5 separate regions of the Mus musculus genome follow, and all the other regions are linked to region 1. Evidence: chromatin contacts called from public ChIA-PET, HiChIP or PLAC-seq and promoter capture Hi-C data. All regions are on one chromosome and are shown on one strand. Each heading gives the region's core, a stretch centred on a gene start, on an enhancer-like site or on the middle of the called end of the contact. The rest is flanking DNA. Distances are from core to core; before and after follow the strand shown.

What was found. Promoter capture Hi-C pulls out the DNA fragments that hold promoters and counts their contacts. ChIA-PET counts read pairs in DNA pulled down with a chosen protein or histone mark. HiChIP or PLAC-seq counts read pairs in DNA pulled down with a chosen protein or histone mark.
Region 2: an H3K4me3 HiChIP or PLAC-seq map of embryonic stem cells shows a contact between it and region 1, with 4 times the contacts expected there. The contact joins the promoter of Lingo1 here to the promoter of Tspan3 in region 1. A contact is called at or near these places in 7 of 39 promoter capture datasets (the 3T3-L1 cell line, cranial neural crest, embryonic stem cells and 2 more), 2 of 15 datasets of contacts at CTCF or cohesin (embryonic stem cells and large pre-B cells), 2 of 484 Hi-C or Micro-C datasets (bone marrow-derived macrophages and embryonic stem cells), 10 of 115 datasets of contacts at active chromatin or transcription factors (craniofacial prominence, embryonic forebrain, embryonic hindbrain and 4 more) and 2 of 9 other capture datasets (adipose tissue and macrophages).
Region 3: an H3K4me3 HiChIP or PLAC-seq map of bone marrow-derived macrophages shows a contact between it and region 1, with 7 times the contacts expected there. The contact joins the enhancer-like site here to the promoter of Tspan3 in region 1. A contact is called at or near these places in 7 of 39 promoter capture datasets (the C10 cell line, cranial neural crest, embryonic stem cells and 2 more), 4 of 115 datasets of contacts at active chromatin or transcription factors (T-cell acute lymphoblastic leukemia, astrocytes, bone marrow-derived macrophages and 1 more) and 3 of 9 other capture datasets (adipose tissue, embryonic stem cells and liver).
Region 4: a contact with region 1 is called in a promoter capture Hi-C map of neutrophils, with 6 times the contacts expected there. The contact joins the enhancer-like site here to the promoter of Tspan3 in region 1. A contact is called at or near these places in 16 of 39 promoter capture datasets (the 3T3-L1 cell line, 3T3-L1-derived adipocytes, the C10 cell line and 10 more), 2 of 484 Hi-C or Micro-C datasets (the HL-1 cell line and bone marrow-derived macrophages), 11 of 115 datasets of contacts at active chromatin or transcription factors (the 230-238 cell line, bone marrow-derived macrophages, craniofacial prominence and 5 more) and 4 of 9 other capture datasets (adipose tissue, embryonic stem cells, liver and 1 more).
Region 5: a contact with region 1 is called in an RNA polymerase II ChIA-PET map of memory CD8 T cells, with 54 read pairs. The contact joins the enhancer-like site here to the promoter of Tspan3 in region 1. A contact is called at or near these places in 7 of 39 promoter capture datasets (the 3T3-L1 cell line, cranial neural crest, embryonic stem cells and 3 more), 3 of 115 datasets of contacts at active chromatin or transcription factors (bone marrow-derived macrophages, embryonic stem cells and memory CD8 T cells) and 3 of 9 other capture datasets (adipose tissue, liver and macrophages).

The regions. Positions count from the first base shown.
Region 1 is chr9:56,159,716-56,162,476 of GRCm38.p6, forward strand. Tspan3 (tetraspanin 3) reads right to left here and starts at 1,355. Exons shown (of 7, transcript NM_019793.3): 1 at 1,085-1,355. The coding sequence starts at 1,147.
Region 2 is chr9:56,634,308-56,637,068 of GRCm38.p6, forward strand. Lingo1 (leucine rich repeat and Ig domain containing 1) reads right to left here and starts at 1,341. Exons shown (of 2, transcript NM_001311076.1): 1 at 768-1,341. The coding sequence starts at 773.
Region 3 is chr9:56,597,664-56,600,424 of GRCm38.p6, forward strand. No RefSeq gene overlaps it. Among named protein-coding and RNA genes, the nearest start is that of Gm26868, 7.6 kb to the right of the region's middle. Within about 2 kb of position 1,363, at least 17 of the 459 cell types and tissues checked have an H3K27ac peak or open chromatin away from gene starts, as enhancers often do. A contact at or near this core is called in bone marrow-derived macrophages, where this site is marked.
Region 4 is chr9:56,504,691-56,507,451 of GRCm38.p6, forward strand. No RefSeq gene overlaps it. Among named protein-coding and RNA genes, the nearest start is that of Gm31529, 74 kb to the right of the region's middle. Within about 2 kb of position 1,436, at least 268 of the 459 cell types and tissues checked have an H3K27ac peak or open chromatin away from gene starts, as enhancers often do. A contact at or near this core is called in 3T3-L1-derived adipocytes, the HL-1 cell line, adipose tissue and 13 more, where this site is marked.
Region 5 is chr9:56,464,095-56,466,855 of GRCm38.p6, forward strand. The region is part of intron 1 of Hmg20a (high mobility group 20A); the gene reads left to right. Among named protein-coding and RNA genes, the nearest start is that of Hmg20a, 47 kb to the left of the region's middle. Within about 2 kb of position 1,412, at least 178 of the 459 cell types and tissues checked have an H3K27ac peak or open chromatin away from gene starts, as enhancers often do. A contact at or near this core is called in adipose tissue, bone marrow-derived macrophages and memory CD8 T cells, where this site is marked.

The DNA.
Region 1 (2,761 bases), core at 105-2,604:
GACTGTTCAAAGACTATCCTGAGTACTGTGGACAGGGAAAACTGCCCATGGCAAATGTTTATAACAAACCTGGGAAAAAGGAAACTTGATCCCAGCCTGAGAACCTGAGGGTCAGTTGGGTCCCAAATCACCAGTAGTGTGCCCATAATTAATAATTTATCAGAAAACACCCAACAGTAGTGTGTGGGTCATACTGCAGTACACTACCAGACTTTAAGTAAGAGTACCAAAGTAAAAAGGTTGAACTGTTCTAATATTAAGCTGTTCTTTTTTTTTTTTTTAAGAAACAAAAAAAGATGTGATAGACGACATTTTTGATAGTTTTTTTTCCTGGTGCAAAGTCCAGAAGGATTCAAGACGGAGGAGAGGGCCAAAGAACAACAGGTTAGTAAAAAGTCCCAGGTGAGATAATGACCTGACTCAAGACAGGTCGGTTATAAGCACTTTCTCTGGGGCCAGGTTTCCCGAGCCCCTCCAAAGAGCAACCTTTTATAGAAGTGAATTGGTTGCTTTAAAAATCTCCTGGCAGCTGATACATTTAAAAGGGTTTATAACCTCAGGCTACCCATCCCCACAACAGCGATTTTCTTGATCAAAGAAATGCTCTGCTGTTTCACGCTGAATCCTTTCCGTTTTCTGGGCTGCTTACCAGCCAACCAACTCTATACAAAGAGCTCTAAGCCGAAATTCCTGGCCCGGGACTCGACAGGCGTCCCCACGTAGCTGCTACATGACCTGGGGACAGCCGCTGGCTCTGCGAGGACTCAGACAAAGACAGCGGACCCGACTCACAGGGGAGTATCCCATTTCGGGCCTGGCGTCCCGACAGACTCAGCCCTGAGAACAGAGCGACCCGCAGGCTCACGCCGCGGCGACCCGCGTAACCCTGGCACCGTGCCAGCGGACCGGAGGCCCCCCGGGACCTCCGGTCGGCACCGTCCTGGCCTCTGCTGGGCCCTGGAAGGACCTCACCAAGAGCTCCGAGGCCGCAGGGCCCGGGCGACCCCTCGGCCGGCTCCCGCGCCCGCCTGGTCCCCACGCGCCGCACAGAGGCCTCCCCTGTCCGGTCTCCCCGCCAGCTCACCCAGAAGATGAGGTTGAGGAAGACCAGCACGGTCTTAGAGGAGGTGATGCCGCATTGGCCCATGGTGCCGGCGGCCGGCGGAGGCCCGGCTGGGCGAGCGGAGCGGCGCTCACCGAGCGAGAAGGCAATGGCGCCGGCGGCTCTGCTGAGAACTGCTGGGCCCGAGCCGCGTTCCCGCAGACCCCCGCGCCGCCCCAGCAAGCACCTCGCAGCTGCGTGCAGCCCGCCGCAGGCCCCCTAGGCCGTTCCCAGGCAACTAAGTCCCGCGTCTGCGGCCGCTTCTGCCAATCAGCGCCGCGGAGAACGAGGTGGCCTCGCCTCTTAAAGGAGCCGACGCCTCCGCGCCTTTTCTTCTGGCCTCTGACCGTCCTTGAGTGTAGAATCCTCTTCTGGGGAATTTCTAGTGGGACAAACACGTTCCCCGTCTTATTGAGTTACTTTTACAAGACCAAATGACTGGAAGACCACAGAATTCTGTTCTGTTAACTACTCTTCCCTAGAAAGACCCACCTCACATGAGGATTTTCGTGACTGCATGATACCTAAGCAGCACCCCATATAAGTTGGGAAGAAATACGGTGGACATCAACACACGATTATGAAGAATTTAGTATGCCAGAAGCTCTGCTAGCTCTGATAAAAAAAAATCATCAGGAAAGGAGAAAACACTGGCGCACTAGCAAAGCAGAGATGGTTGGGCAAGGCAGCCACCCTTTCAGCTCTATTCTTTGGACTGAGATTTGCAATTACAGATACATCTTCATACATGTTGACATGTGCGCTCTTTCCTGTAATCTTAAATGAATGGTAGCAATTAGCACCTTAAAAATAAAAACGGAGTGTGTGTCTGTGTGTGTGTGTCTGTGTGAGCATGTGCGTGTGCACCCACAAACATCCCACAGCACAGAAGTAAAGGTCAGAAGACAACTTTGGGAGTCAGTTCTTTACTTCCACCCTGTGGGTCCCAGGTCATCAGCTTTGGTGGCAATGTGACCTCCGCTCTGCTGGCTGCATGCATATTAGCTTCTTTTAACTATTAGTTCATTCATGCCACTACCCCTCCCCCAGCTTCAGATGACTGTCAGACTAATTTTACTGGTAGGGTAATTAAGGGTTAGAAAGGATGCCAAACTTGCCTGCAGCCACACATAGAAGAGTGATCTAATGCAGAAGCCACCTCAGCCACACACAGTACTTCTGCCACTGTCCTGCACTCTCCCTTACTCGGGACCTCTTTACCTGTCCTCAAACATCTCTTTTTCCTGTAGCCTCCCTGGTTCATCATCTTCCCTGGGCATTCACAGAAATACCCAAGCACCTCAGCATCCTATTCATCTGTATCAAGCAATGTCCATGTTATCAAAGACCCACTCATGTTCCCAAGACCTCACTCTGCACCTATTCTAGGTGATGGCATTCCACCATGAGGAAGAAGACAATGCTTGCCCATGTGGGGTTTTCATTCCAGTAGAAGAGGGTAGATATACCATGAGCAAAGAGGCAAGCAGACATGAGACGCGATGGTTGGGTCAGACCTAGAACACTGTACTGAGTGACAGGTGCAGCTAAATCCATTCTCAGGGAGAGATATAAATAACATCCACCCCTCCTCCCCAGGTCCCAGTGACAAACCTGGGTACACCAATGCTCACTAATATAAGACTTACTTGAGAGCAA
Region 2 (2,761 bases), core at 91-2,590, 470 kb after region 1:
AGAAACATCTGGGTGTCTTAGAGGGCAGGAAGCCCAAAACCCACCCGAATAGGGTGCGTTTGGGGGGACACACACAGGAGGCTCCTTCCTCACCTCCCCCCTTCTCAGCAGGCTCCCACTTCCCACCCATTTCCCTAGGAATGAAAAGTGGGGCAGGAGGAGGTGAGAAGCCCGGCTGAACGAAGACAAAGGGGAGCCCCGAAGGTTCCTGGGTCTTCCTCAACTGGACTCCCCCCTCCCTTTTCTTCCGCCCTCCACCTCCCTTTCATCCAGGCGGAGCGAGAAAGGAGCCAGAAAGAGGCTGACAAGGTTCCTGTGGAGAGAGGGGCAATCCTAGAGCCTGGGGAGAAACTGTTTGCTAGCTGTGTCCTCAAGCTTAAGGGTATTAGCCAGGGCTGGGGAGTGGTCTCTGGTCCACCGAAAGGGACTCACCCAGAGCTGAGAGAACATATCCTCTTGGGTGACCACTGCCCAGAATGGGAGGATGATTTAGGGGGCACCAGGGCAGGAATGGAAAGGAATGGTAGGGATCTCTCCTTGACCACGGGTCCCAGCTTGCCAACCAGGGATCTGTTAGGACCAGCGGAACGGAAATGGGAAAATCATTTGAAACTTGAGGGTCAGGCCTGCGACCCCAAAGGGGGTCTGGGCGGTACAAGGTGCCCTACATAGCCCCATGAGGGTGAAGCCTGGGCCGACAGCAGCTTCCAGCTCCCAGCTCGCCGCAGGGCTGCCGACTCGGGCTCGGCCAAGACGGAGGGGCTCACCTGCATCTCGGGCGCGCTGTCCGTCCGCTCGGCTTGGTCACCAATCGCATGTCTCTCTTGCCGGCGCGGCCCCAGCCCCAGCCCAGCCCCCCTCCTCGGTCTCCTCCTACAACACCTCCGCCCGGTCCGCGCGCCCTCGCAGGGCTGGCTGTCCGTCTGTCTGTCCCACGCGGGCGGGAGCCCAGTCGACTCTAGGGCAGGAGCTCGGGAGTCGGGGGCGGAGGCCGAGGCCCTGGCCGTAGCGGGCTGAGGAGCCGGGGCTCTCAGGACGAGTGTTGCGGGCTCCCGGAGCCTGGCTCTGTCCCTTGGGCCGGCCGGGAGCGGCCGCCACCGCCTCTACCGCTGGGGCCGGGGTCGAGGCCGGGCGTTCTCTGCAGCGGGGCCGGGGCCAGGGCTGGGACCGGTGGGCAGCTGCCGCGCATGCTGCTCTGAGCCCCGCGTCGGGAGAGGGGCCCGAGCGGCGCGGGTGGGGACTCCGCGCGCTCCGGGACCGGGACGGGTCCAGGTCCGGCCGCCTCCTGAGCTGCCGCCCGCTCCGGCTCCCGCGCCGGCTCCCGCTCGGGCTCCGCGCTCTGCCGCGGCGTGGGGAGGGAGCGAGAGGAGCGAGCAGCGAGCCAGGGAGGGAGGAGGGACAGAGGGAGGGAGGGAGGGAGCTAGTGAGCGAGCTCTGGAGCCGGGCGGGGGAGGAGAGAGAAGGCGCGGCCGCAAAACCTGGGTGGGGGTCCTTCTTTCAGAGAACCGGACGAAGATGGAGGAGCGCCCCAGCAGCTGCCCAGCGCCCAGGGCGCAGCGAGAGTGGCAGCGGGGCGCAGACGAAGAACGCTCCCGGGCCGGCGCCCCCGCGCTCCCGCCCTGCACCACGCAGCGCCCCTCTGGGTCCCAGGCTCCAGCAAGTCTTAAGCCAGCCCAGCCCGCGGTCTTCCCAGAGTGCGTGCACCCATTCGCGTTTGATTGTCTCTGGCCACATGCGTGTGCATGTGAGCGCGTGTGTTCACACGTGTTAACTGGGGTCACTGCACACTGCCGTGTGGACCGACACACGCACGTGGACAGACAGCCCCCACACCCCCCAACCTGATCACGGTTGTTTAGAGGACAGCTTGAGGAGGGTCAGGTCTTGACCCCTCCTCTCGAAATGTCCAGGACACCCCCCACCACACACACACACACACACACACACATACACCACACCACACCACACCACCACCACCATTGCTTCCTAGGGATCTTAGGGTGAGGCCGGCCGCCGGGAAGCACAGGAAGGGGATGTGGAAGCCGAGCTGGCTAAGTGGGTCTACCGGGAGGCCAGGTCTAGAATCTGCTTTAGCATCCCAGTCCCCTCCCCGTCGGGTTTCCTGTCCAGCAGAGGGCAGCAGGCCTATCTGCCAGGCTCCGGACGGTGGCACTCTACCAAGTGACCAGCAGAGGGCAGTATAGATCCTCGGTCTGGGCTTAGCTATTTACCATCTAACTCCCTAAAATAAATACTGAGTTTGGTGGGTACCACATCTTCAGATGGCTCCACAGAACAAGACCTTTACATAGAGACCCAAACTCTTCTTGGGCCACAGATCAGAGACTAGCCTGGCAGGGTGGCCTGGCAAGGGCTGCGGTGTAGGCAGGCAACCCGTTGGGACCTCATCTATCTACTGCACCTCTTTCCATCTGCTTGAAGCCAGATGCCCCTTAAAACCATGCCAGATTGATTAGAATAACCATCAATGAAGACACCACAAGGCAGAGTTCCCTTCTCCCCATTAGCACCTCAGCACTCCCGATAGTTTGTAGGCAGGCAAAGAAGGAAGCTGAGCAGGGCAGGAAGAGACCAGCGCAAGGCCTGTCTTTCTGGGGTGGGCAAGGATCCCGTTCCCAGTACCTCGTTCTCCTTCCAAGGAACCAGACTGACATTTCGGAGATACCTGGCTGGCTTGGAGAGGCCAGCTTCAAGTTCCCACCCCCAGCACTGTCTTGATTTCCACAGACCAGCCTTACAC
Region 3 (2,761 bases), core at 113-2,612, 440 kb after region 1:
TCAGTGGGTAAAGTGCTTGCCATGCAAATGTGGGGACCAGAGTTCCGATTTCTAGAACCCGTACAAAAGCATAAAAGCTAGCACACGCGGAAGTCTTCTGCTAGGCTACCCAGAATATGAAAGTTCTGGGTTCAGTGAGCAACTCCATAAATAAAATGGAGAGAGCAGTCAAGGAAGACACTTGCCAACTTTGGACTTCCACATGTGTATACACACACATGCATACACACTCACACACACATGCACACATACACACGCGCGCACACATACACCACATACACATACTTGAGAGAAAGAAAGGCCCTGGGCCTGAGTGAAATCTCCAGGATGAGAGGGACTCCTACCCAGAGTTCCTCGCTCCCCTCCCTCTCCACTCTGTCTTCTTTCATAGCGCTCATCACTTTCAAATATTGCCATAGGGTCAGCTTTAGCTCAAGCGATTATCATCAAATATTGCCATAGCCGACTTATTTATCTTGTTTATTGTCTGTTTCTCCCACTCAGCCTGTGCTGTCCAATATGGAGGCTGCTGGCCACAGGGGGCTGTTTGGTCACAGGAAATGTGACTGGTCCGAGCTGCCACATGCTATAAGTATACAATACACATCATGTTATGAAGAGTTGGTGCTAAAAAGTGAATAAAGGATCTCATCTTTAATTTTAATAACATCACTCACTGAAGCCTGTGTCGATAAAATTGAATCTCACCCAACTCTTACAAAGTAGCTGCTAGAAATTTAACATGAACTCCGAATCCCATGGTGCTTTTCAGCTGGAGAGCATTGCAATACACCAGGGATTGATGCACTGTGGTCTGAGTGTCACACGTAGCAAACCACCTGTTTGGGAGTGATCCAGGAATAAGAATAGTCAGCACATCTCTAAGGGATTATGAGAAAATAAAGAAGTTAAATATACCCGACAAATCCACAAAGATGATATGTGGCCCACAAAGCCAGGACTGCTTACTCTGGAGTTTGGCAAGAAGTAGCTGTTGCTGTTGTCACTGTTGCTAGGCTGTGAGAGTGATCAACACATGGACTTCTGTCAGTTCTGTGTTTCATTGTGTCCCTAATGACTCATACAGTATGCACACTGTCGGGCACATAGTAGGCATTCAGTAAACATTTGATAAGTGGATGAATGAATGGTTGTACTTCCCTGAAGGCTGTTGTTCCTTCTGCTCCTGAAGGCATATTTGTGCTCAGATCTCCTACCTCTTCCACCCTATAGGACATGGGACCCAGCCATGAGCTGGGGGTGTCATCCTGGAGATGACGCTCTAAGTACTGTCTCTTACCATCTGTTTTGAGGCCAGAGCCACCATCATCCTTTCCAGCTGTTGCAGCTTTGGAGTGGAGGACAGCGACAGGAACTCACCCACTCCCTGACCTCAGAGCAACATAGGCTGTGGAAGAGGAAGTGCTCTGTGTGGGAAAGGCCGGTAGTTCCTGCTGGGAAGCAGGTTTGGAGTCTTTGGTGTCAATATGCTCCTGGGAGTCAAGGAGCCTGTCCATGGAAGGCAAACTGACTGGAGCCTACAGAGGGAGTGCCAGCCAGTACTGAGTCCTGCCTCTATGTGTGTGGCTATGACGGGTTAGAAACTAGACCTTATATATGTTATATATGTTTTAAAGTAGGGTTTCTGTTTTGACTTCTTTGTGTTTACCTTGTATATTCTTTGTGATACAATTATTTTATTTTTTAAATTGTATTTCTTTTGAGATAGCATCTCTCTATGTAGTTCTTGCTGTCATGTAGGCTTGCCTTTAACTCAGAGATCTACCTGCCTCTGCCTCCCAAGTGCTGGAGTCAAAGGCATGCACCACTGTGCCTCTCTTGTAATATAATTCTTGTTTCAGTTGTTACTGTTTTTAGTTTTTGAGACGGAATCTTGCTATGTATCCCAGGTTTGAATTTTTGAGAGATCAAGAGTTAGAAAGACTCCCTGGTAGGCAGACACAGACAGAGGGGCTGTGGTTAGGTAATGAATGTGGTCAGTTTCCAAGACTGCCACCATCTTCCTCATCCTCCTGACTTGAAACAAAAGCCTGATAGCTTTTGTCTCCAGCAGTAGGTCCCCTGCTGATAGACTGGCTCAACAAGTCAAGGCCTGCTCACACCAGCTGTAGATCAATCAACCATCCTGTCTTTAACTGACCAACCCTAAAGTAGGGAGGAAAACTCTCCGGAGGCTTTAAAAGCCCAGCCCTGGAGAAGAGACAAGATTTCTTGGCTTCCCAAGTTCCCCTCTGCTTTGCAGAGTCTTTTCTCTGTGGTGTCTGCATGTGTGTTTCCTCACCCACAACAAACACCTTCCTTCAACTGCTGGTTCTGTTTGCGGAGCTTGAGGTTTCTCTGCTGCCACCTGTTGCGGTTCAAATCTCTCCTGGCATTTACTTCTTTAACTGGCAAAGAAAATGAACCGGACCAAGACCCTTAGACTGTATTATTTCAAGACTCCTAGATTGTATCACTTTTTGTCCTCCAAGCTCAGGTTCCTGAGTGCTAGACTTGCAGGTATGGGCCACCACACACCCAGCTTATGAAACTTGGAGGGCCAGGGAGATGGCTTGGAGAGTTGAGGCACTCTCTGTGCACACCTGATGACTTCAATTTGATCCTGTATAAAGGTGGAAGAAGAGAAGCAACTCCAAAAGGTGTCCTGTGACTTACACACACACACACACACACACACACACACACACACACACACACACACACACACACACACGCACACGCACGCGCACACACACACACA
Region 4 (2,761 bases), core at 186-2,685, 350 kb after region 1:
CTGGTTTGCTGGGGAAAAGGAGCCCCCGTTGAGTCCATGGGTTGCGAGGGTGGAGAGGAAGTTCCCTTTTGAGATTCAGTGTTGCCAGGAAACACAAGATCATCTGGGAAAGACCTTTGTTTTTGTTTTAATTAGGTAAAGATTTTACATGCAGGGAGCAAGTAGCTGACTCCAGAGGAGGAAAAGTTGGAAGAAAAAAAAAAAGTCAATGTGAAGGAATAAAGACATTTATTTGATGGAGGTAGGGATGCTTCGGCCTCTTTCCCAGCCCCTGCCTCACCTGAAAGTAACTGCCTGGTCCAAAAAAAAAAAAAAAAAAAAAAATCCACCTACATAGGGGCAACACTCCCTTCTGGTCCTTGTCAGCTTCCGAGTGTCCCTCTGTCCTGTGTCAGCACCTAGTAGTCTGAGTTCAGCAGGAAAGGCCGGATGCAGGCCTGGCCCTGGCCCTTCTCTCCTAGCTTGACAGGAGGAGGCCTTGACCTGCCTACAGGATGCGGGTTCACATCCTGCACCTCATCATGGAATCCGGCTTCGCCTGCTGCTCTGGTTTCTTCTTACAATCCCAAGAGACAGGAGCCCTGCAGGGCAGGGAAAGGACCCAAGGCCAGACTTCCAAGCAGAACGCTTTTGGGATGCCTGAGCCTCAGCCTGTCTGTCTTTCAGGGGTGGGGAGGGAAGGGCCCCCCACTCTTTCCCAATGTCCCAGTCTTAAACTCGTGCAGTCCAAAACAAGCCAGTTCATTGTGTTCTTGGATATAAATATTGATTCTGGTTGATGTTAACATTCTGTTCATAAAAGAATGTAACATATTTCTCTCACACCATATTAGACTGATGTGTTGTTTGGCCAAGAGAAGTAGAGATTTCTGGCTTCTGCAGAAAATGTGGACATTTAAATGCATGCAGCTTTCAGAAGTCTGGAGAGCAGACTCAGAATAGCAACGAGGGCTTTTGGCTGGCTTCAGCCCTGTCCTCCTCCATCCTTGGCTTGTCACTTTGGCGTTCCTAATCTCTTGTAATTAGGAAGCTGCTTGGCTGTCCACATCTGCTTTCATCAGGAAGGCCTATAAGGTCAGCGCTGAACATTTTTAATTTTCTTCCCTTGAGAAAAAGATCTGGGAGGTCTCCCATTTTTCTTCCCCTCTCCACGTGGGAGGGGAGGGTAAAGGCTTCAGACCAGAGGGTGGTCCATCCAAGCATTCCAACCTGGGCCAGACAAGCCCAAGAATAGGATGTGCTGGCCGCCTTGGCAAGGCAAATTCCCCACATTCCACAAGCGCTCTTCACGGGAAATCTAACTCATGAGAAAGTGGAATTCATGATGTGTATGCGTGTGCATTCGGGTGCCAGCACGTCTCACACAGACAGATCCCCGGCTCTCTGGTATTTCGTAAGAGTGGTAGAGCCCATTTCCAGATGTGGGAAGCCAGACTGGGTCGCTGTGCTGTCAGAGGAAGCAGCGCCCTCTGCTGTCCAGATCAGACAGCACCGCGGTGGAGGGAAAGGACCCGAGGGGTCTGGAAAGCAAGTTCCTGGTTAAAACCTTGGCTCACCGTGGCATGCTGGAGGCCTTGCACCTCCTTTTTCTTCCCACTGCGAGCCTGCAAGAGGCTGGCTGCCCTCGGACTAGCTGGTTCTTTTGATGTTCTGTAGCTGCGAGCCAGCCAAAAATGAGGATTTGCTATAAAACTCCAGCCTCCCGCAGCATCTGCTGAGCTAGTTCCGAGGTGAGAGGCAGTGGCGCTGACTTCTGCATGAGAACCTAGCCAGCAATCCCAAGCCAGGCGAGACAATAGGGGCAGCGTGCCCACGAGGAGGCCTCTGGCCGAGAGGCAGCCCTGTGGCCTCATTGTGCCCTTGGAAGGCGCTGGCAGAGGCCTGGCTGCCTCCGAGGCTTCCAGCAGAGTGGAAGCTGCCATGGCTCAGCTCAGGCATACTGGCATCTCCACCTCCAGGAGCTGGCAACACAGACAGAGGGAGGCCCCGCCCTCTGCCCTGTTTCCTGCCAAGAAGAAGGCTCTGCAGCACTGCCAGAGTCGATTCGCCGGGTTGAGGGAGGGGAAACGACAGAGAGCGAGAGAAGGAGAGAAGGGGAGAAGGAGAGAGGAAAGAGGTAGAAAATGGGAGAAAAGGAAGGGCGTAGGGAGGAAGAGAGGGAGGAGGGAGAGAGAAGGAGGGAGATAAAGAGGAAGAAGAGAGGGAGAGGAGGAGAAAGGAAGGGAAACGGTGAAGGAAAAGAAATGAGGAAGAAAGAGGGGAGGGAGAGAAGTGTGTGTGTGTGTGTGTGTGTGTGTGTGCGCGCGCGCGCGCGCGCGCGCGCTGCCCAAGCTCCCAAGCCAGGTGCAGAAAGCTACTGAAGCAAACTTATTGGACAACCTTTCAGTTTTGCAAGAGAAAAATAGAAGGCATAAGACAATCAGTTTCTGTTTTGAGGGGAAGATTTTTATTTGTTTATTTTTGGCAAACTGAGCTCCTCTCTGCTGGGAGGACTGAAAACCCAAACCACCAAACAGCCCCTAACAACAATGCCCTTCTCTCTCTCTCTGGGACCAATTTCCAGACAGCACAGCGGTCCTGACAAGGTCAACAAGCCGAAGCTGGGAGCGCAAGATCTTTATCTACGTGGGAAATAAGAAAATCATTTGACTGATAAAAGGAAATACAATAAATAGCATCTAAATTCCTGGCTGCATTCCCCCGAGCCCCTCCTCTGCAAGAGAAAGTGCCAGGGCAGGAATACAACTGCCACTACAGCAGG
Region 5 (2,761 bases), core at 162-2,661, 300 kb after region 1:
GGGGAGGGGTGGAAAGTGTGTTCTCTGAACTTCCTTTGTTTATGTGGTCTGTTTATATGTTGTTAAGGTTGTGTTATCCAGCTGTCCCCCTACACTTCAAAAACTGACTTAAGATATCTGGAAAACACTCTTAAGAAGGCCATGTTGACACAGTGAGGAAAAAAAAAAAAACACTTAATTTGTTCTCTGCCAAATAATATATCCCTTTAGGAATGTGGAAATGGTGCCAAAAAGCTTCAGATGCCCAGTTCTGAGGCTCTTGGAAGGCCAGTGACTTCTAGGGACACTTTTAGAAATACATTGACCAAGTCCTTTTTAGGCTGGAGGCTGTGTGACTGTTAGACTATGGTATCTCTCTCTCTTTGTGGGGAAGGAACCAAGTTAAATGAACATTATTAACACTGGATTGGTAACCTCTCGTCTGGTCTTAAATAATATGAATTAAAACTTAGGTATATGTGAGTTGGGATCATTCTAGAAAACAAGTGGAATTCTCCAGTACTTGTTAGAGCCATTCCACTGTAAAAAAATACCTTGTCTTGAAGAAACTGAAGATGCTCTCAAGCTTCTGCACATGGCATGAAGGCCTGCCTCCTCTGCCTCCAGGCTTCCTGTGTGCCGGAGTTCCCAAGATAAATAGAGAAGCTTCTTTTGTCATGTTCAGCTATGGATGGATCTTGGTCTGCTAAATAATACGTTTAGACGTGAACTCAACTAAGACAAGAAATAAAGCGTCAGTATTAGTGTTTGGGAATTAAACCATCGAGCGGTGTGAATGTGGGGCGGCATCACCTGCAGCTGTTCCGATTCCCCCCCCCGCCCCCCCCCAGGATGAACACTGGCTGGCTCTGGCTGCTGTGCTGGCCTTAATCGCCCCTCCCCAGTAGCACGGAGGACTGCCCAGGGCCGCCTCAGTAAAATCCCTCCTTCACATCTCAATTCACCCACTGATTGCCGCCTTCTCTCTTGAGTGCTTTGCAGTTCCACTTAAGGGGCTGATGTTTGGGGTCACTATTGAGTGTTTTGTGTGAATATCACTTTCGTGATGAATTGGCGGCGGCTGCTGCTTTTAACTGTATGGGGTGAAGCCCTCGGTGGTAAACCTTGAAAGGGAAAAATCCTTCTCTGTAGAGATATGCTAAATGAAATTACTCTCTTTGTCTCTTTGTCCTTTTATCCTTGCAGTCCGATAACCTCAGGCTCCTGTGATTTATATGTTTTCTTCAATTAAGCCGAGCTGTTTGCTGGACGCAGGTGCATGCTATTCGTGCTGTGCGTTGTGGCAGTGAAGTGGTGCACGTTTCTGACCTGGAAGTGTGGTTTCTCTGACTCAGAACCACATCAGTGTGCCTTCCGCCCTCTGCTTCCTTTGCACTATTTCCTTTTTGAAGGGCTCGGTTTGTTGCCATGTAATCCGAGCATGATTCATGAGGGACTAAGAGCTGGTAGTGTTGTAATAATAATACTGCGTATAGTACTTCTCCAAACGCTTGCTGTCGTAGCCTGTTTATGAAGTACTTTCAGCTTAATCCCTCTCAGTAAGTTAAGTCAGTTAAGCTTTGTAAGTTAAGTCAGCAGTTTTGTCTCTGTCCACAATGGTGAAATCTTAGCTTGAAGTGATTGGCTAAATATCTTGCTCAAGGTTTCAGCCCCTCTAGGTCACTCCACCTAAAAATCTCTACAGGAAAGGAATGCTTTTGATGGCCTGGGGAGATGGGGCAGTGGGTAAAAACACTTGCTGCACAGACCTCACAGTGGAAAAACAACCTCTGACCTCCACACAAAAACCGTGGTACACACACACACATGCAATGCACACACAACAATAATAAGTTAAAGTTGTTTACTTTCTTAAAGAACACTTTAGAGACACAGACCATATGAAGCCCAAGAAGAAGGAAAGCCAAAATGTGGATGCTTCAGTGCCTCTTAGAAGGGTGAACAAAATACAGGAGGAAATATGGAGACAAAGTGTAGAGCAGAGACTGAAGAAAAGGCCATCCAGAGACTGCCCCATCTAGGGATCCACCCCATATGCAGCCACCAATCCTGGACACTATTGTGGATGCCGGGAAGTGCTTGCTGACAGAAGCCTGATATGGCTGTCTCCTGAGAAGCTCTGCCAGAGCCCGACAAATAGAGAGGCAGGTGCTCGCAGCCAACTATTGGACTGAGCGTGGGGTTCCCGATGGAGGACTGGAGAAGGAACTGAAGGAGCTGAGGGGGTTTGCAACCCCATGGAGGAAGCATCAGTGTCAACTGGCCAGACCCTCCCCCAACCCCCACTTAGCTCCCAGGGATGGCACTACCAACCAAAGAGTACACATGTAGAGACCCATGGCACTGGCCAAATATGTGGCAGAGGATGGCCTTGTTGGACATCAGTGGGAGGACTGGCCCTCAGGCCTGAAGGTGTTCGATGTCCCAATGTAGGAAAATGCCAGGGAAGATAGTGGGTGGGTGGGGGAGCACCCTTATAGAGCCAGGGAGAGGGGGCATGGGATAGGGGCTTCCGAAGGGGAGACCTGGAAAGGGGAAAACATTTGAAATATAAATAAAGAAAATATTCAATGAAAAAGGGGGAGGAGGAGGAGGAAGAAAGAGGGGGGAAGAATGGGAAAAAACAGTTTAGAGCATGAATAAAAGATTTTCCAAAGTATGCCATGCTTATTAAAACTGGGCTTGTTTACATTTATTTGTATGATGTGTAGTGTATGTATGTGTCGCGTATTCTCATGTGTGTACATGTGCACACATTTGT